Linked DNA regions of Gasterosteus aculeatus: region 1 is linked to region 2. Evidence: chromatin contacts called from public Hi-C data. All regions are on one chromosome and are shown on one strand. The core of a region is the stretch at or near the end of the contact, and the rest is flanking DNA. Distances in the headings are between cores, read along the strand shown.

Region 1 (4,716 bases), core at 237-2,736, 37 kb after region 2:
ACGTAATACAACGTTGATGTACCCGTACTTTACTTGAGTGTTACAGAACTCTGTACTTCTACTTCTATCAGGCACCTGTACATACAACTGTGTAAAAAGTTAACCAACAAATCCATTGTTTCTTTATAAAAAGCTCCTGTGCAGTCACCTGCAACATCAAAATGCAGATCATATGTTACTGCAATGACAAAAATAATCTAAATCTAAATTCATGATGTAATGTAACGGGGAAAGCACCCGTTTTGGTTGCATCTTTTTTTGTTTACTTTAAGTTAATTATCTTGATAACGTTACACCCCCTTAGATTAAAAAGGAACTACTGCTTATGGGCCTAATCATTTCTTGATTTACCAACTCATTCTAAGAATAAGTATAAAATATAATAAGACTTTTCACAACTAATCTCTTTTTAAAGAGATAGGGGGGGTGGGGGGGCAGCCGCACACACACACACACACAAACACTCGGCGTGGGAACTGAGTGTCAGCATGTAAGGTTTTATTCATTTGCTAATTTTACACAACAATGCAACAATAGCCGCTCTCATTAGGAATGCAGACTGAGAGAGAGAGAAAGACTTTGAGTTGTATGACTTACTTTTATTCTATAAACCGCTGAAATTCACAACTTTACATCAATTTGTCTCCTCTTAACTGTCCTCCAGGATGTCATTATTGAAAAGAAGAATGCTCTAAATTTGTGCAAAATTCCCATTTTGCAACTGAATTGTCTGTTTCATTAAAGCTTGGCTGGACCCCCCCCCCACCTTCAGTCTGTGAGCAGGTTTAATGTTTTTATGATAGAGCTGTGACATAACGATGACATCATCTGAGTAGTTAGAGAGTGTGGTGATGTCAAATAAATCCAAACATGCATGCCCACACAATAATAGTTGTATTATTAACTATTATAAAATGTGGCTTGTTTTAGTTACTTAACTTTAGTTTAACCCTTGATTTTAATTCCTGGTCACCTTTCTAAATGTATAAATATATAAAATATATAATAATTCAGAAACTTTTACAATATAAATATTTTTCGTGCAGAGAATCAGTGAAGAGAAACAACAGAAAACAGAAGAATCCTGCAGAAACACGAGGCCCACGCACACGTACGAACACGCGCAACACTCACACACGCACGCACGCGTACATAGAAGCTTCTCCTCCTGCAGCTTTAAACACGAGTAGCATCTGTTTCACAGCAGCAGAAAGACCGATGCATGTGCTGTGCACGCGTAGCGTCAATGTGCACGCGGATAGTAACGCGCGCACACGCGCGTATAAAGACACTGCGCAGCAGGTGCCGGTTAAAGAGCGAACAGTCCGATGAACATTAAACCTGCGTCACTGCCCCCCCAGTAGCCAGCTGCTTACCTTCAGACTCTGAGGGACGGATGAGTGAAGCCTGGAGGAGCCACCAAGGTGACGTCAGCAAACACCGACCACGTCCGGTCGTCCTTTCAAAATGAAAGCACTAGAATGACGACATTCCTGCAGTCCAAAGGGGTGCAGTGTCTCTATATATAGATAGATAGAGAGACTTAAGTAATTGATAAAGAACACAATTATGTTAAATATATATATATATATATATATTATAATACATATTTAAAATTAGTTAAATGCTAAATAAAAATACATTTCAAAAAGTTCAATAAAAAGTAGGTTATTGAGCTTTCTAGTCACATCAATCCCTAACTTTTGAGCACTGCTACTGTTTAACTAAGTAATATAAAAAGGAAAAATCAGATATTGGACAATTAGACATTAATTGTATTTGGTTATGAATAAAGAGTACAAGCTGTGGACTTTGGCTTACTGTTAACACAGTGGCTCATGATTTATAAATGGTTCAATGATTTTTTAACAATTAGTAGAGCCATTAGTCACAGCTCATAAAGGTAGTGACTTATACATGGTGCTAAAGTGTCCCTCACAGCCTCAATGTGGGACATCAACTGGAGTAACACACATTATTAATAAAAGTGCCTGCTCTTAACTACAACGGCAATCAACTTGATCAAACGTCTATTTTGTCAAAATTAAATAATTTAAGTTAAATTTCTTAAAAGGAATTAGAATTGAGGAAAAAGTGAGGTTGAAACAATCAACAGCATATTTCTTTACTGAGCTTAAACATGGAAAACCACAAAGTCTGATCCTCCAACAAACAGCTTCACAAAGTCACAGACGTCTGTCAACAAACCAACAGTCAACGTCTTTGTCTTCAACCGGTGGTCTCTAAATGGATCAGAGACGTCCAAAATGTCCCCGTTGGGTTCACGAGCTTCAGTATTTCAATTCATTAGAAACTAAATGAACATCACAAGCTTCCTACTTGTTCCCTCTGAAGACTTTTTACGTTTCACTTGATCTACTCGCGTAGCAGCTTTCCCGATAACTGTGATATATTAAAAAAAATTGACAATTTAAAATGTTCCAACGCCTTTTAAATAATTCCATATATAGTAATGATAACTTGCCAATAAAGAGACATATTTGTGATGAATCTGAATTAATTATTTTGGCCACAACAGCGTGTAATGTGTAGAACAAATCCGCAGACGGCCCCGGTTCCATCATTTGCAATCCTTCTAAAAGAATCTTTGAAGCAGAACTCATATCTGGCTTATTTCCAGGTCCCAGTTTAACCGCTGCAGGCTGCTCGGGCTTTAGTCCTACTCGAAGCTCTCCAGGACGGGTTCGTGGCCCGTCTCCTTGAGGAAGCGCAGCAGGTCGTCCGGGCGCAGCCCCATGGTGGCGGCGTTGGTCATGGGGTGGAAGTAGACCCGCTCGTGGCCTCCCTCCACCAGGTCCCGGTCCAGGACGCACCTCACACTGTGGTCCTTGTCGAAGAGCAGAGCGAGAGCGGTCGCACAGCCCTGACCCACCTGGGGGGAGACCGACAGAGAAAGTAGAACTCAGACCGTACCGCTTCCGTCTGGTTTGACTCCAGAGCCACCAGATTCGCTGTTGACGTTTCCGTGAAGTGAGCGTTTTTTAAACCCGCCTCTCACCTTGAGTTTCTCCAACATGGCCGCCTCCTCTGCGAAGCGCAGGTTGCCGCTGCCGACACCCAGCTTCTTGGCGAGGTTGTTGAGGTTCACCTGCAAGGGGATTATGGGAGGATGCACTCAGGACAAAGCAGAGAAACACACGCACGCACGCACGCTCGCAGGTCAGGTCAGGTCAGGTCAGGTGTGTGTGTGTGTGTGTGTGTGTGTGTGTGTGTGAGAGGGGGAACGTAGAGGCGTGAGCTGACCTGGCGGTCGTGCCGAGCCGACACCAGCCACAGGCCCTTCTTCTTCTTGTCCTTCAGGAAGAGGTTCTTGGTTACGGCTCCGCTCACGTCCTGCAGGTGAGGCATCATCTCCTCGACGGTGAACACCTGCAGATCAAAAGGTTTAATATCTATATAATAAGTGATCATATCGCGCCCCCTGCAGGTCACTTTGAGTTATTGCAGCCGAAACGTGTTACAAAATCCCTAAACATGGATCTGAAAATGATTTCCTGTTTCTCAAAACGTTAAAATGTATATTTCGCATAAGGCGTATGAATACACTAAAAATGTGTGGTAGTTTGTGAATGTATAATCTTTGTATTTCAGAATAAAATCTGACTTGTGACGTTTTCCATTTGGAGAGAATGTCGTCCCAGACTCCTTCCAAAAACTATTGCTTTCTAGGTTACCTTAATTATTTCTAACAAGAACATGATTGAAGGAACGTCTTTGCCAGATTTCATGTTCGATTGATCCCATGAATAATCCGGCATAAAAGCATAGTGGAAATGCAACTTTAACGTTACTTCAGATAACAAGTTCACGTCCACGTGTCCCGACGCTGAAAGTACACCACCGTAATTACAATGCATCAATGCATCAGTGCATCAGTGCATTAGACAATTAGTGCGAACACTCGATCATTAATGCAGTGTCTCAAAATAAGCATCCGGGTGGTTTCAGAGAAGGCGAAGATACGAACACGTTGAAATGTGTAACAACATGATTCAGTAGTCTTTCAGCATCGTATACACCTGCCGCTTCAATGACGAATGTCGCTTTTAAATGTGTTCTAAAGTTTCTGACTTTAGAAGAATCTTTTTATTTTTTGTTAACGTCGCAGTGAAGCGGAGCAGTTTGCAGGTTTTTTACCGGCGGGTGATCCACACACGTCGTCTGGATGTTTAAACCCTGCAGGAATTCATCCAGCTCCGACCGCAGCCCTTCAGCCATCGCCGACTAAAAAACAAGGTTTCTCTCTTTAAATGAACGAAGAGAAATCTGCCGAGGACTGGTGCTCGGAGTCTCTGCGGTGGACAGAAACCAACAGCTGCACAGTGGAGAAGAGAAGAAGAAGAACTCTTCTTCGCGGCTGTGATTCACAGCAGCTGATGTCGCTGCTGCCCTCTTCTGGACCTCTTCTGTTTGCTCCTCCGAGTTCCAAAGAAATACACGCAAGAAGCTCAACAGCGAGGCTTTCATGTAAGAAGTGATTGCTGACTTTTTGAACATTGCAGTGAGGTGTTCTGATGAAAACCGGTCCTGGTGCTATTAAACCGTCTGCTTTCACTTATAGAGGCCTTGCATGTTGGATTTTGCATCATTTTCTTACTCACTCACTGATCCCTGGAGTCATCTTTTTTAAACCGTCATCATGTTTCCACAGTGATTTATTCATGTTTGTCATTTCATTTGTCCTCATCCCGTGTA
Region 2 (5,104 bases), core at 626-3,125:
TTGGGCGACGGAGGAGGGAGGAGGAAGAGGTAGAGTGTTTGAGGGGGGGCCTGGACATAGGGGGCTCCTTCAGGCCAAAGGAAAGATGAGGATAAATGAAAATGATGATGGAGGTAGAATAAAAAAGGGGAGGATTATTAATGAGGAGGATATGTGATGGAGAAAGATGGAAGAAAAGAAAGGGTAGGAACATGATAAAACATCACGGGACAGAAAAGAAATACAGAATGAGAAGTGGAAATAGAAATTGTGGGGAATAAGGGAAGGATAAAAAAAAAATGTAAACAAGTTAACATGATTGAGGGAAAACTGAAAAATGACAACATAAAACCAGACGCTTGTGAAAGCCTTGTATCTCCAAGATGCAAGTTTGTTTTTCTAGAAATGGAAAAAGGTGAAGAGGATTTTTTCCTTAATTCAAGCCTGCAATACCTGCCCACTTAGCCCACTTAGTTTCGTCCTTTTGCAGCTTTTTATACATATGATTTTTTATATTGAACATTTATAAAAATATCAATAATGATATGATAACAACTGGAGCTATAAAGATTTACTAGGACATTCTTTTGTTTCTTTTCTTTGGCGTCTCATCAGAAGTTGATTTTGTGGCTTGTTGACTTCAGTTTTACTCTTCATGAAGGTATGATGGAGCGTGGGATCTAGATTTGTGTGGCAGTAAATGACAATAAGTCAGAACTTTGATTCTGTTCAACAGAAAAAAATAAAGCTTTTCTTTGGCAACGCTGCTTTTTTTTTCCTGTCGGTGGTTGAATCACAGACGAGGCGGACAGACTTTTATAGCGACCCTCCTACAGCGAGGCATACAATCCTCTGGCTAAACATCAGGATTGCTCCTCCTTCTTAGTCAGATATCTGGAGTCAGGCCTCAGCTGTCGGTTCAGATCAGGCCGGCTTCGCCTCGCAGCGAGGCCGAGGTTAAAAGCCTAATGGGAAACTAAATCAGTGATCAATCTTTAATGCGCCGGCCCGCAGGCGATTCCTGGGGGCGGAATACAAGAAGGCTGAACGCCAGCGGCAACCGAGAAGAGGCACTGAGAGAAAGAGGCTCTGCAGAGAAGCACTGGCTGCTGCTTTAGAAACCTGAACAGCTGTACAGATGTTCACAGGGTTCCACACAGAAGCTTTTCACTGCTGTAGAGACATTAAAACATGTAGCTGTGCAAAGACATGATCATTTATTTCCTTCAAAGTACTGAGGAATTTAGCATCACTTGCAGTTCTACAAAACACTTTTCTGCTGCAGAGGAATGAAGTGGCCTCTTAATTAAACCCACAATATATTTAGCTGCTCAGACAGTGTAAGGAGCCTAACATGGCAGCACGATGTAAACTGAAAACCAGTCAACAGTCCGGTGTGTGTTTGTATCTTACACAGCTGTGGGAGGAGCTGGGACTTTGGGGTCGTGACCCCATGGCACTTCCACTCAGGCTGCGTGCAATGCGTCGCAGGTTTGCTGCACTGTAGCTCTCGTCTTCATCTTGAGCCAACTGCAGAGGTAAGAGGCCGGCAGAGAAAAACATTTTACAAACTTTACTTAATCAAGATACTGTTTGTTTTGAAAAAAAGGAGAAAATAAATAGTGGAACTTGTGAAACTAAAGCCATAGTCCCCAAATCGACCCTGTCGACCGCTTCTCTATAGATAGAGTATAACCGGTATGCTTTGTTGGTGTACATGTGTCCCTTTAGTTTATCATTGTTCTTTGAAATGAAACACGAAAAGGCCTAAAATGTAATTAGACAAATTGCTAACGAGACCACAGAGAGGCCTGGCAAACATTAACAAAATTAAACTGGGTTGTGAAATTCATCTGAAACATGTAAAATAATTATTGGACACACACACACACACACACACACACCTTATGAGTTGTAACAGGTGTTCTGTAGGCGCATCTCTCAATCTCAGCCGTTGGGGTCTTGGAGCGTCCAGACCCCGACAGCATTCTCCTCACACCTAAAACACACGCACACACAAATGATCATTAACTGTATACAACACCAACAATAAAAGGGTGTGTTGCAGCAGTACAACACAAATACGGAATAACTTTATTCTGTAGCTGCACATCTCACAGGGACACTGATCCCCCTGTAGTGGTGAGTGAATTGTTGACGGTAGCTTAGCATCATTTAGGAGCATCAGGATAACTTGAAATATAGAACTTGTATATCTGCAGTAACTACCTGGTTTATTGTTGGCCGGTTGAGGACTGACTCCACGGCTGCCCCGGTGCATGCTGGGAGCCAGCAGACTGGCCTGGTACAGAGAGTCCAGCTCCGAGAGCTCCTCACAGGGCACATCCTCTCCCCCTCCTCCCGTTGCATTCTGGGAGCCGTAGTATCTATTGACGTTTTCCGCCCAGCGCTCCACAGGCAGGGCCGCTATGTGGTCCTGACTGGGGGGCGGGGAGGAGGGCGGAGCGGGCCAGCTCACGGCTGACAGAGGGAGAACATTGGAATTGGAGTTGAGAGTTGAGTAAAGAGGCGAGCTGATTGGGGGGTCAACGGGAGAATCGACGACATCGTGAGGGTCCAAGTATAAGCAGGACCAATTCCTGACTGGGTAGGATGATGGGAGTGGGGCTACCCTGGGGCAAGCTGGGGGGGGCTTGCAATGTGGGTTTCTGGTGGAATGAGGCGCCTCCGACATCGTCAGATGACCCCTGTCATCGGTGCCAACAGGTGAAGAGGTTTGAGAGGGTTGCCTGGGCGGGGGCGGGGCCTTTACTGGGATGCAAATAGGGGCCGTTATGGTTCTTTGGGGAGGAAGCTCCGCCTCCTTAGATTGAGGGGGTGGAGCCAAGTCTCCCAAGTGGTTTTCCTCCAAGTTGTCCACGCACAGGGCAGGGAGGGACCTAGTGTTGGTGAGGGGTTTCCCAAAGACAAAGCAGGGGCCTCCAGTCATGCTGTAGTCTCTGGGTGAACCTGTATGGGCCCCGGCGCCGGAGCCGCAGTCAGACACGGAGTTGGTTTGGGGATGGAGGGGCTTAACAAGGCATGGAGAGAGAGGCGGGGCCTGTTGGTCCTGACTGTCAGCTGACTGGTCGGATTGTCTGTCTGTCAAAAGTATTTGGAGCGAGAGAGGCTTTTCACTGCAGAGAAAGAGAGAGAGACAGACAGACAAAGTAAGGAAGTGCGTAAGTGTTGACCTGCAGTATGTTTGGAACAGATGGTGTCAATCGAGAGCTTTGGCCCGTTGTGTGTGTGTGTGTGTGTCTGTTTTTTGGAGGTTGTTTCCTGGAGAGTGTTGACAATCTCTCCCCATGGCTCACACTCGCATGAGCTGGTTGTCACAACACGTCTCTCCACAACAAATACCTCTCTTGCTAAGGCTCTCTGCAGGCCGCCGTGTTAGTTAGTCCCTAATAAATAATGTTTGACCAAAAGAAATGTAATGTTGGTTGCACAACCGTAGTCTCCTATTCACTAGCATGACACGATAAAGCTTCCCCATGTATTTTTTTAAAGAAGCAAACAAAATTAATTGTTTCATGTAGTACAAATAAATGATTGGCTTTAAAGTCGAGAACAGAGCCGGTTGATTCAGTTTCACTTGAAAATGTCTAATTACAGTTTTTGCCGTGACTGCGTTCAGCTTCATGAAGTCCTGGGAAGAGACAAAAACCAGAATCTGTGGTACCTCTACTCTCACTGACTTTTTCTTCTCCTTGACAAACTACGTCACACTAGGCTGCTTCCAGAACCTGTGCAAATGAGGCAGTGCACAGGAGTACTGGACGGATGGATACACAAACGCTCACGTCCACCATCTATCAAGAGAACATGCATCTATAAAATTGCTTTAAAAATTAGCCTTGTTAGGAATTTTATATTTTGCACCTGTGACGTTTTGCTAATACTACTCCTGCTTGGCTGCTCAGACTACAGGGGGTACCTGGGCTGTTCTTGCAGCTGCTGCTGCCCCTCCTCATGCTCCTCCTTCTGCTGCTGCTGTGGTTGCTGTCTGACTGCCACTGAGTCCTGCTGTTGCTGCAGTAGCTGCATGCGTTGCTGCAGGCTGCGGGCTCTTCTCATACAGCGCTGCAGCCGGCTTTGACTACTAGCTCCGCCCTTGACTGCCACCAGCTGCAGTTTGGCTGCAGCCGGATAACATGTCAACACAAAAATACAAAACAGAAAGAAAAAAAACACAGGAAAGAATAAATAAGGAAACAACTGAAAAATGTAGAAAATTATTGTTATGATGATTTCATGCAAAAATCTTAAAACCAAATACACAACTGACAGAAAATCAATTCATGAGACGTGATTGTTGTGTGTGTGAGAATGGTGGGCATGAGAGATCTCAATAACCCAGGTCTGGTCATCAATTGTGCAATTGGGAAATTATATTCAGACAAAATGTTGTATTAAAAGAAAATTATAAATGTCAGCCAAAATGCCCTGAAACACCGCAGGAGAATCAAAGCATTGGGCCCCGTCTCTGTCCAACAAGGATTTTCTCATGGTTCTACCGAGTGTTTCCAATAATTACATCGTGACATGTGGCTATTTGTGGGGTCTCTCGCCATCTAAACATACGGGACGATTTGGGCCAGCCTTCACCCGCTTGTCGCATCAGTTATTGAGGGGATTAAGATTTATAGCTTAGTATTTCTTTATCTGTTTTTGTGTTGTGCTGCAGAAACAACAACAGTAGAGCTGCATGTGTGTGAGTCTGTGTGCATAAGAGTGACCGATCAAACAGAATGCGATAGGAGTCTCAATGTTTAGAGAGGGAAGAGTGAAGTGAGTCTGTTGTTAAAAGGAGAAAGCATAGGTGTTGTAGCAGAGAGCGAATAGTGTGGTATGTGTGTGTGAGAACAACCCTTAGTGACACACAATCAAAGTGATTCCTTTGATGCAGAACAGAGCCAACATAACATACATAAGTTTGGATTACACTAAACAAACCGATTGCGGATCGGGGAACATGGCAGCAGAGACGCCACGTATGTCATCATTAGATTTAAATTAATTGTGCCTCGTCACAGTATGGAGAACCCACAGTACCTCTGCCTTTTGGGTGTCTGGTGTTGAAATGAAACTTGTTACAGCCGACTGAGAGGTGGCGTGTGAA

The links. A called contact is a pair of places that touch in the nucleus more often than the background predicts.
Region 1: a Hi-C map of skeletal muscle shows a contact between it and region 2, with 2.1 times the contacts expected there. The contact joins the promoter of usp54a here to the enhancer-like site in region 2. A contact is called at or near these places in 4 of 6 Hi-C or Micro-C datasets (skeletal muscle, tail fin and whole body).

The regions. Positions count from the first base shown.
Region 1 is chr6:16,830,483-16,835,198 of fGasAcu3.hap1.1, forward strand. It overlaps usp54a (ubiquitin specific peptidase 54a), which reads right to left and starts at 1,487. Exons shown (of 23, transcript XM_040177948.2): 1 at 1,377-1,487. prorsd1 (prolyl-tRNA synthetase domain containing 1) reads right to left here and starts at 4,429. Exons shown (of 4, transcript XM_040177958.2): 1 at 4,159-4,429; 2 at 3,265-3,390; 3 at 3,020-3,109; 4 at 2,112-2,893. The coding sequence starts at 4,239. The coding sequence ends at 2,681.
Region 2 is chr6:16,793,421-16,798,524 of fGasAcu3.hap1.1, forward strand. It overlaps usp54a (ubiquitin specific peptidase 54a), which reads right to left. Exons shown (of 23, transcript XM_040177948.2): 18 at 3,920-4,121; 19 at 2,209-3,116; 20 at 1,884-1,978; 21 at 1,393-1,509; 22 at 1-67. Among protein-coding and RNA genes, the nearest start is that of mmrn2a, 23 kb to the left of the region's middle. Within about 2 kb of position 1,876, at least 2 of the 9 cell types and tissues checked have open chromatin away from gene starts, as enhancers often do.